Linked DNA regions of Bicyclus anynana: region 1 is linked to region 2. Evidence: chromatin contacts called from public Hi-C data. All regions are on one chromosome and are shown on one strand. Each heading gives the region's core, a stretch centred on a gene start, on an enhancer-like site or on the middle of the called end of the contact. The rest is flanking DNA. Distances are from core to core; before and after follow the strand shown. Region 1 holds the start of LOC112058625 (titin homolog). Region 2 overlaps LOC112058625 (titin homolog).

Region 1 (5,370 bases), core at 1,732-4,231, 58 kb after region 2:
CCCGAGATTCTACAAAAAATTAGCCGTTTTTTTTTATTCTTTACAAATTAGCCCTTGACTACAATCTCACCTGATGGTAAGTGATGATGCAATCTAAGATGGAAGCGGGCTAACTTGTTAGGAGGAGGATGAAAATCCACACCCCTTTCGGTTTCTACACGACTTCGTACCGGAACGCTAAATTGCTTGGCGGTACGTCTTTGTCGGTAGGGTGGTAACTAGCCACGGCCAAAGCCTCCCACCAGCCAGACCTGAACCAATTAAGAAAACCTCAACCGGCCCAGCTGGGGATCGAACCCAGGACCTCCATCTTGTAAATCCACCGCGCATACCACTGCGCCACAGAGGTCGTCAAGCCGTTACACCAACGAAGAAGTTAGTAGTAAGGTAACAAGTGTCCATGTAATGCAACCAAGTAAGCTGACATAACGTAACGCAAGATGTTTTCATACATTACTGATGATAACTCACGTTTTACTTACAATCGAAAAAATAAACGAGAAAATGTTACGTAAACATTTGATAACGTTACGATTTGTGTTTGAAGTGACGTGACCCATTATCAATACTAGGTATATTTTTTTACATAATAATTTATTTTTGATAAATTAACAAATTCAATACCCAGATTTTTTTTTCTAATAAAAGCTATCGGTATTTTAATAGTTAAGTAATTGTTTATGGACAATCTAATACGATTACTTATTTTTTTTTATTCTTTACAAATTAGACTACAATCTCACCTGATGGTAAGTGATGAAACAATCTAAGATGGAAGCGGGCTGACTTGTTAGGAGGAGGATGAAAATCCACAACCCTTTCGGTTTCTACACGACATCGCATCCGAACGCAAACTCGTTTGGCGGTACATATTTGTAGGGTGGTAACTACCTACTACTACGGCCGAAACCAGACCTGAACCAATTAAGAAAACCTCAATGGGCCCAGCCGGGGATCGAACCCAGGACCTCCGTATATCTACTGTGCCTCCGTCTTGTTTAACTGTCAATTCACCGCGCATACCACTGCGCCATGGAGGCCGTCAAAGCACAATATGTTACGATGGTTCAATTTTTTTTAATTGCACATTAGACCGCAGACCAGGGATGGTTGTAGTCAAGCGCAACATTCTGTGCCAAACTTTATCCTGGAGGTCTATTCCGTAACGATGTTGTTGCAACTGGACAGTGTAAGTCTCAAATACACTTCTATCTCTTTCTGTCCAACATGATACCATAGAAAGAGAAAAATAGAGGTGAATTCGAGACTCGCTCTTGCGAGTTATACAAAACATAAAACAGACTAGCCCTTCTGATCTGTTGTGTCGCAATCCAACATTTTTTACAAGAGATTTAAATATAGCAGGATTTACTCGTCTATGAACCGCGCTCTAGTCAAATGTCATCTTATACGGAACTAAGATAAGTGAATGGGACTTTTTATAAGCGAAGTCTACAATGTTATGGAAATTCTAATAAATATCTACCTACTACCTATACGTCTACTTATTCGTTGTCTTGACATGAGCTATAAAACGGGTTTATATGAATAATAATACACTGAGATTCAATTAAGTATAACGATTTTAGAAGCAGGTACAACGGACATTTTTCTTTAAGTGCCTTGGTAGTATGAATAAAAGGATGTCTGTGAATGAATGCAAGATGTCGTTTTTACTCGTACTTCAATATGTTATCGAGTTTTTATATATTTTTACCACCACTTTAAGGAAAAATGTACAAAAATAATAATTTGCGTATAGGTACCTAGATAGACGAAAAGTATATCTAAAGTACAATCGCCAATACGTTTGCGCGAAATTCTGTTTTTCACAAAACCCGCAGGAAGCATAGAATTTTCTAAGATGAAAAGTAGTCTATGTATTTATTAGGGTATATTCTGTCTCCGTTCGAAATTTTAGCCAAATCGGTTTTGTACTTGCTAATCGAGAAGGAGTAACAAACATACACATTTACACAAACTTTCGTATGTATGTTACTGTGATGTGATGTTATTAACACTTAATTTAATACACACATAGACACTTAGACACTAAAAATACATGATAACGTCTCGTGATTGGTTATTACGAATGTTGAAACCAAATGCAACAATAGGTAATAGCCATATGCGAACGATTTGACATTTTGATGTAATCATCGTTATGCAAATTGCTAGAATCAAATCAAAATAGGCACGTAAGAATGTATATTATTAGAAAATATCTTGCAAATTCAGAATTACAATACATTTAACGATAAACTATTGCTTTAATGTTATATATTATTAGACTATATAAAAGTTTTCAACGTAAACCTTAACTACCCACTATTAGAAAATAATATAATAAAGTGACTTAAAATACAAAGCATGTAATATAAAGTAAATAAATTTGAAAATCGTTTCGTTTCATTTGAAGGAGCGCTGTTCATAATTTCGGTTACAAGAACTCGTTGATGTCTTTTCCTAAGACGTTTCAATTTAGAACATCAACTTACGGCTAAAAATATGTATCCCTTATTATTTAGTAATAAAAGTCTATGGTAAAAGTCTATAAATGTTATTTATAAAACACAACGTTATTTGTGAAAGTAAAAAAAAATATATAATAAAAAATTATCAGTTTTACGAAGTCCTTTAAAAATAAAGTAAAGAAAGGTTAACACTTTATCGGCGCAGGATTGGAATTTTAAAGCCTTAAAGCTCATATAAATGCAACTTAAGAAACCGTTTAAGGTCCTTTATCATGCAAATCTCAAACACGAAACGATGTAGGTAATATAAAAGATATAAAAAGGCCATAAAAATATATATGAACTAACCTGTTTTGTAAAACACAGTACTGTCACAAAATCCTCAGTTCAAAATGCACTGGCACTTTTAAAAAAAAAAATGGCGTTGACGTTTGTAACGTTCGAAATTCGAAGCGGCTTGGTCCGCGGTACGCGCGCGAGTGGTGCCCGGTCCGTGCGCTCACCGCTGCGATAAACCTGCCAAGTTCGGAAGGTTCTTTGCGTCATCAAGGTATAAACCTTTTTACCAACTTTGAGTTCGTACGTGAGGGTTTGTTGTACTTTTTTGTTTACGATTTATCGTAATTACCTATCTTGTGTAGTGAAGTCATCGGTAGGCATTTATTCGTTAATCTATTGTTTTGTACTTTATTTTACTAAGGCTCAATTGGTTTAATCGCTGTCCTGGTGAACTTCGTATTATACAAGATGAACGGTCCCATACAAAATTATAAATAATCACTTTTCAATTTGTTTTTTTGATTCACTTTTCTTTAGGTTTTCATGTTTACAAACCAATGAGTGCAAAAAAATCAAAGTCGGTTGCACTGATTTTCGAGTTTGAGAGTCAGAAAAAAACAATATTTTGATATAGCTACTCTACCCTTACATAAATAACATAATATATACCTACTCGTAAGAATATTGATATGAGTATTTTGAAAAAAAAAACGTTTACATCAGATTCTTATTTTAAATCCCAACACTTTAGTAGTGTCAGCAATAAAAAATGATATTGCTTTTATTTTAATTATAAAATTAATTGTTCGTCTAGGTTTTAAAACCTATTAGTTTTTATATCTTTATTGTGGCTTTATTCAATAATTTTTACGATGTATAATTTTTAGAATCATAGTGACACTAAAGTCATTGAAACTAATATGAATCCACAATCTATTTTATTTCATCAAGGACACTTGGCTGTTGAATGTTCACTGCTCGTTACAGTTAGTACTTTCCTTTAAATAATACTTAATAATGACCTATTAGTGCTTCCGATATAGGCTGAAATAATCTGTGTAAATTGAAGAACAATCAAGCAGACGGTTATATTAATTCGTATCGTAAAGCATCGCGTTAACTATTAAAATATGTTTGCGCATAAAATAAAGCAGCAGACGATCAAATTGTTTGACAAAGACGTTTGATTTGACAAAAAGTTCGATCATTTACAGTACCTATCGAAACTGACAGTTTACCCTTGTACGATATACGTTTCGAAAAGAACAGATCTATTAAATCGGTGGATATCCAAATCGAAAAGATATTTCTAGTTTGCAGAATCCTTATATGGCTTTCGCATGAGGCAAAAAATCTTCTATCTTCAAAGCTACGAGGTGAACTTGTTAGGTTTTTTGCCCTTATGTTAAAAACATCTTTACACAGTCCAGTGAAGATCTTATTTACCGATCAATAACAAACATGATGGAGCAAAAATCAATAACTATAATACTCAACAAACAGCAATTACAAGTTGGCAAACTATAAATAATTCATCGTTCAAGCGTCTCAAAGAATATTTCGCGAAAGTTTCTCAACTCGGTCGGTTAATACGAGGGCAAAGCGCAGGTAAGCTTAGTCGTTATCAAGGGAATACTCGGAACTGCTTGATTACGATCCCCAACGATACACGAACGGTGGACCCCTAAGGTTTTGTAACGGTTTTGCGTAGTTTACAGTATACTGTGGGTGGTTTTGCGTTGCCCGTTGTAAGTTTCTTTGTTGTGATAAATTTGGAATGTTACTTTTGCGTGTTAAAAAATGACTTCACATTGACTAAGTTGCGGAGAATTTTTCAAATATGTTCGGATAAAATGCCTCCAAAATGGAAAATATGTATCTGATATATTATGATATGCTATAATTTACATTTGTATTGATTATATCTAATGTTTTACAAGTGTTTGTCATTAGTTTCATATTATATGATAAGAAGTGGTTGGAAATATTTTACGAGATAATTTTTTTGAATGGATTGGTCTTAAGTAAATTTTCAATCCACATTACTATTTAGTTTAGGTACATACACTCCACATTACTATTCAGTTTGGGTACATATATATATTTAGTTTACATACATAGGACCCAGTATGTCCCAGCTTTAGGTAAGCGGTTGTTGTTTTTGACCTGCGCTAAAAGGAAAATGTTTAACAATGTCAACCTAAGAAGTTAAGTACAAAATTCACCTAAAATCCATTATTGAATTGTTATGATACAACGTGGCGAATGAAAGTTCACACGCGAGTGCAAGCTCACACAGAAACCTATATCTCCTAGAAATCCTCCGGCGCAGTCGTCCGTTGAGACAGTAGGGCAGCTATAGGTTACGCTCTAATTCAGATCATCACGCGAAGCCATTGTCCTCCATTGGGCTATTTACACGAGATGCTTCACCTTGGAAGGTAATTTTCATAATAATATAAAAAGTATCGGAAGATAGGAATGGTCGATTTCTGGAGGTCACCAAATACGTGAAGTAAATAGCACCTGCTATGTCTATACTAATATTATAAAGAGATAAAGTTAGTAGTTTCTGGTATTTGTTAGGGGGTAAGCTCTGGATCTACTAAACCGATTT
Region 2 (5,126 bases), core at 1,853-4,352:
GTTAGATATTCTTAACCTCATACCCTGAAGATAGCTAAATCCTAATATCGAATTTCTATCTCATAAACGTGAAAGTTTGAAGTTTTTTCAAAGAAGTTGTTACGAAGTGCTACCCTGTCTTCATCAAATTGAGGCGATGGGTGTTACGCCTTTTTTATGCGAGATAGATTCGCATTTGACTATGATCTCACCCGATGGTAAGATAGTAAGATATAGTCCAAGATGGGACTCGCTTGCTTTGAGGATGCCTATTCACACTTGTTTTAAATATTTGTATGTTGTTGATTCCTAGGAATATCAACGTAGGGATGAAAACTCACGCGGCGTCTTTCGTCACCTCGTTATGACGTCGAAAGCTTATCATCATCATCATCCATCATCATTATCAGTAGTAGAGACGACACTTCATTATCGTCTTTACTACTACTAAAATATTCCTTTAGATAGGTACGGCTAGTTTCTAATAATTGCATTCCACTAAAGTTACGTTTGACTTAAATGGAACACGTAATTAGTGACAAAAATTTAGTCCTGATAACTAGTAGCTCCTTAATAGTCTACTTGACCCCACTTAAGTTAATTTGTTTAAAAAAATAATAATTACTGAGTTACCAAGAAACAGGCTAGTTACATAGGATAAACTATGTTAGAAAATATAATTAAACTTTAGTGAACCATAATTTCTTGTAGGTTTTCTAAAAGAGCGTTTAAGTTTTGTCTTTGGCCAACTATAGATGTTCAAGACTATTTAGGAACTTTAAAATCCTGTCGTGTTCCGCTGGCGCCTAGCTATAATGGCAAAACACTTCAAACAACGTTCGAATTTTAAAATTCACAACAAGCTTCGTCCATTTGTGGATTCCTAAACGCAAAGCGCGGGTGACAACGTGCTTTGATATAACAGGCAAGGTCAGCGGGTGTGTTAAGTAACTTTTGTATACAGAGTGTTTTTTTGGATATATTTTACTTTATAGCAAAAAAAAAATATATTTCACTCAATAATTATATTTATAAAAATGTGAATTGATTACTGAATAATATTTATATGAATGGTGAATTTTATAACCTAAAATAAAAACACGTATTGTTCTAGCATTAGTAAATGGATTTTACAGATTCTCTTTCATACATATCATATCAGTAACTTTAACATTAATGACACCAAACCTTTTGCAAAATAAAGCCAAACTTAAATGTTAAAGAAAGAAGAAGAAACATCATGTCAGCATGTATATGATATTACAAAAACTTTGCAGGTAAGAGTTTTATTAAGACGCAAAATGCATAATTGTGTATTAACATATTTTCTTTTACATATTTTTATTAACATATTTTCTTTTACATATCTATACTAATATTATAAAGCTGAAGAGTTTGTTTGTTTGTTTGATTGAACGCGCTAATCTCAAGGTCCGATTTAAAAAATTCTTTCAGTGTTAGATAGCCCATTTATCGAGGAAGCCTATAGGCTATAATTTATCCCCATTTAACCGCGCGGCGCCAGCTAGTTTAACATATTTTTATTATTCGTGAAAAAATTAAAGATATTTCTGAAAGTGGCTACAAAAAATTCATTGTTCGCTAATTTTATTTGTAAAAAACTATTCGCTACTGAAAAATCCTTATAATAATTTTGTCTGTTACCATGTGATATTGCGATAATTGCAGAAATCATCCTGTATACGAGTATCTACTAATACACTCTTTATTAGAACGAGGTCGAACGAAGAGGTTGCCTCTGCGGTTTCTCAGGTGACTATTTGACATATGAATTATTAAAGTAGAAATTTATAGGTGATTGGAACTGGTTTATTTACATACATATGTATACATGGAACGTGTTATGTAATATTATTCACCAATAAACCTACTTCTAAATATAACCTATGTTACAATGGTGAACTTTTGTAGTAAATCTTCAACACAAGGTTAGAGAAAGAGATCAAGTGTGATGCAATAATATTTTGGCAATTTAGTTTACATTTTGCTCTTAATCTCGTAGTTATAAATTATGTATAGCTGCTTCATTAATCTAGTCACTAGTTGTTAATACTTAGGATAGAACTGCTGGACAAAATACAGCCAATCGAAAATGTTCCTGAAGTAATTCGACAAGAAGAAAACAAAACAACTACTGTTATATAGCAGAACCAATAAAGCAGATCTAATATAGCTAGGAGTATAGTAGTAGGTATGAGGTATCCTCTTATCTCGAGGAGGCTCGTACTCAACAGTGAGTCGAATATTGGTTGTTAATGATTAATGACTAGAAAGTGTGTGCAAATTGCAACGAAACTTAATAAAGCTGTTACAAATTAAACTAAGCGATTAGTTAATGTTTTCCTCAGTTCGCTATCTATATAATTTGATTATCGAGTTGTCTGTTCACGCGACACAATAAATATTACAGTTGGTTGAGCGCGGTTATGTAATAAACCACATTCTAGCGAGGTGGGTTTGCGAGCCGTTTGGAGTGACGCGAATTTCAATTTGTGTACACTGAATGCTTTTTGCTTGTGACATATTTGCTTGTAGATCTTAAGTCATTGCAGATTTTAAGAAAAAGCAGGTCATGAAAATTTTCATTAAATTAACTCAATACAGACTCCAAGTTTGTGAATACTAATTTACATTTATCTAAAAACCGTTAAAGTCGTAAAATAAAAATAAAAGGTTTAGAAGCCTAGCCTTTAGCCTCTTGTTTTGAAAAGAGCTTTGAACAAACCAAAAAAGTAGTCCCATTACAATTAATACATTAAATAAAAGATAAAAAATCTTAAATTGAATGTGTTAATTTACGTAATTAACACAAATAAAAATACATGTATATTGATTATAAATATGTTTGAAAGGGGGCCAAAATGTAAAGTTTTACAAATGTTTTGTGATGTTTACTTTGCGTTTATTCAATTAAATTGTAATCAGAATTTGGTTAAACATAATATTATAGTAAACAATATTTTTACTTTGAAATAAAATCAAATTCTAATATGAATTTTAAACGTTTTTCCTAGGAAACTTACAAGTAGGTATAAAGTAACACCACGGAGGTTGGTCCGTGACTAACACAGATTCAGAGTTTTAATTCTATTGTGTGGCCACACCGGTTCTTGAACGGTATGTAGTATCGCTGATAGATAACTATCTGTATCAGTCGGCCTGGCTCGCGCCGATAGTTCGAATCATTGCTTATTGCACTGATTGTATTAACTGTGCCAAAATGTACTGTAGCGGTTGTTTATAGCGATTTTTTTATATTACCAGAAAGATACACATTTATTCGATATTATGAAATTTTGTGTGCGTGTATAATTCAATAGATATCTATTCCTGGATGGTTTGAAGATACAAATTGTATTTTCAAATCATCCTTGACGCTGCTGTTGCAAAAATTCTAGTATAAATTCTAATGTAAATGGCGCTACGAAGTTCGCCGGGTTAGCTGGCAGGTGTAAATATATTTTTATGCCTTCATAAATATAATTTATGAAGGTGTAAATACATATTAATATAGAAAATATAATTTATGATGGTGTAAAAATATACTTTGTATCTTCAGACATTTTTCTTGATAATTAAAGATTTAATGCACTGATGATTTGTCACCAGAATGTGTGTAGTTTGTAATATAACATACCTCATGTACTTCCGATGCTCGTTGACAGGTACGAAGTATTCGTCGTACGGGTTTGTAGCATTCATGTCAACCTCCACATCCTTTTTCTTGGACCCGTTTTTAGGAGTCAAATTAATCAGTTCTAAGTTGACTGCTTCTAATGTTTTGGTGTCACCATTAGGTTCTTTACTGTGCCCGTTTTGATGGTTTTGTTGTGGACCATTGGAAGTGAAGCTGTCGTTGTGGTTGGGGTCTGACTCGTCGTGCTGGTACGCTCTGTTGTCGAAGCCTGACTGGGGGGAGGAGGGCGGGGAGGGCGGGCGATGCAGCGGCCGCGCTGGCTCCCTGGGGGACGCCGATCTACTGTGGCTATCCATTACTTTCGGGGCGGACTGACATCTGGAAAGAAAAGATAATGCAGAGTTAAATTTTGCTTATTCAAGAAGACGTTTTGGTGTCATTATATTTTGTTGCTTTTTTAATTTCCGACGCAAAAGATGGGTGTATAGATAATAAGTAGAGATATATATTTTTTTAAAGAAATTTGTCATATCTGATTCTATATTTGAAGTTTTATGTTTTGTTTCTTCATAATGTTCTACACTAAGGATAGGTAGGTGCATTTTTTTAAAGAATATATTTTGATATATACTCAGAGGTACAATTATCCGCCCTCTTTAGTATGACGAGTATATTAAAGTGGGCGGATGATTGTGTTTCTTTTCAAACCTCAAAAGTGTATAAAAGGGCTGGACTCATCACCGAGAGGTGGTGGTTCGATCCGCTGGACTATTGTCGTAGGTACGACAATAGTCCAGCCCTAATCTTAACACAGTGTTTTCTTCTTGGAGGGGAACGGGAATATTGGTTATGATTAAAAGATATGACAAATATTCTTTAAAAAAAAACATGACCAATATTCCTGTTCCCCTCCAATAAGAAAATATTGTGTTAATACCGGTTGGTATGACAAAAGTACAACGGCGATCTAATCTCTAAGACATCTTGGTGTTGAGTCCCACATATTTAGCAAGGTGCTATTGAGGATTTGAACTGTTACTGAGAATTTCTTGAACGAAAGGACAACTTAACATTCAACAGGCAGTGATAACCCATGATCTCATGACTAGAAGACGCAATGATTTAACAAGATAGTTTGATACAGTAGATATCAAATATATAGCAACTGAGCCGTTATGAATTATGTCCTACACGATCACATCCAGTAAGTTGCTGTACGAACACAACAATAACATACAAGAAACAGGTTCCTATTATGATCAGTATCTATCAGTACGCGATTTATTGTGTATAACGTGGCACGAAATGCATTGGTCACGTCTCGGTTTCGACGACCGAAGTTTGAACAATATCCCGTTTACAAAAGATTTTGCCGCTTGTTAGGATTTGCATTAACGTTTCCATGTTTGTAACATTCGGCAAGGAAGTACAGTTTTCATTTTATTTCGCTAACTGTGGCCTTAGGCGGTGATGAAAGAACACCACAATA

Evidence for each region. A called contact is a pair of places that touch in the nucleus more often than the background predicts.
Region 1: a contact with region 2 is called in a Hi-C map of whole body, with 1.8 times the contacts expected there. The contact joins the promoter of LOC112058625 here to the enhancer-like site in region 2. A contact is called at or near these places in 2 of 2 Hi-C or Micro-C datasets (whole body and whole larva).

What each region holds. Positions count from the first base shown.
Region 1 is chr4:4,187,910-4,193,279 of ilBicAnyn1.1, forward strand. It overlaps LOC112058625 (titin homolog), which reads right to left and starts at 2,982. Exons shown (of 7, transcript XM_024099545.2): 1 at 2,823-2,982.
Region 2 is chr4:4,130,124-4,135,249 of ilBicAnyn1.1, forward strand. LOC112058625 (titin homolog) reads right to left here. Exons shown (of 7, transcript XM_024099545.2): 3 at 3,638-4,015. The coding sequence starts at 3,993. Among protein-coding and RNA genes, the nearest start is that of LOC112058619, 23 kb to the left of the region's middle. Within about 2 kb of position 3,103, at least 3 of the 8 cell types and tissues checked have open chromatin away from gene starts, as enhancers often do.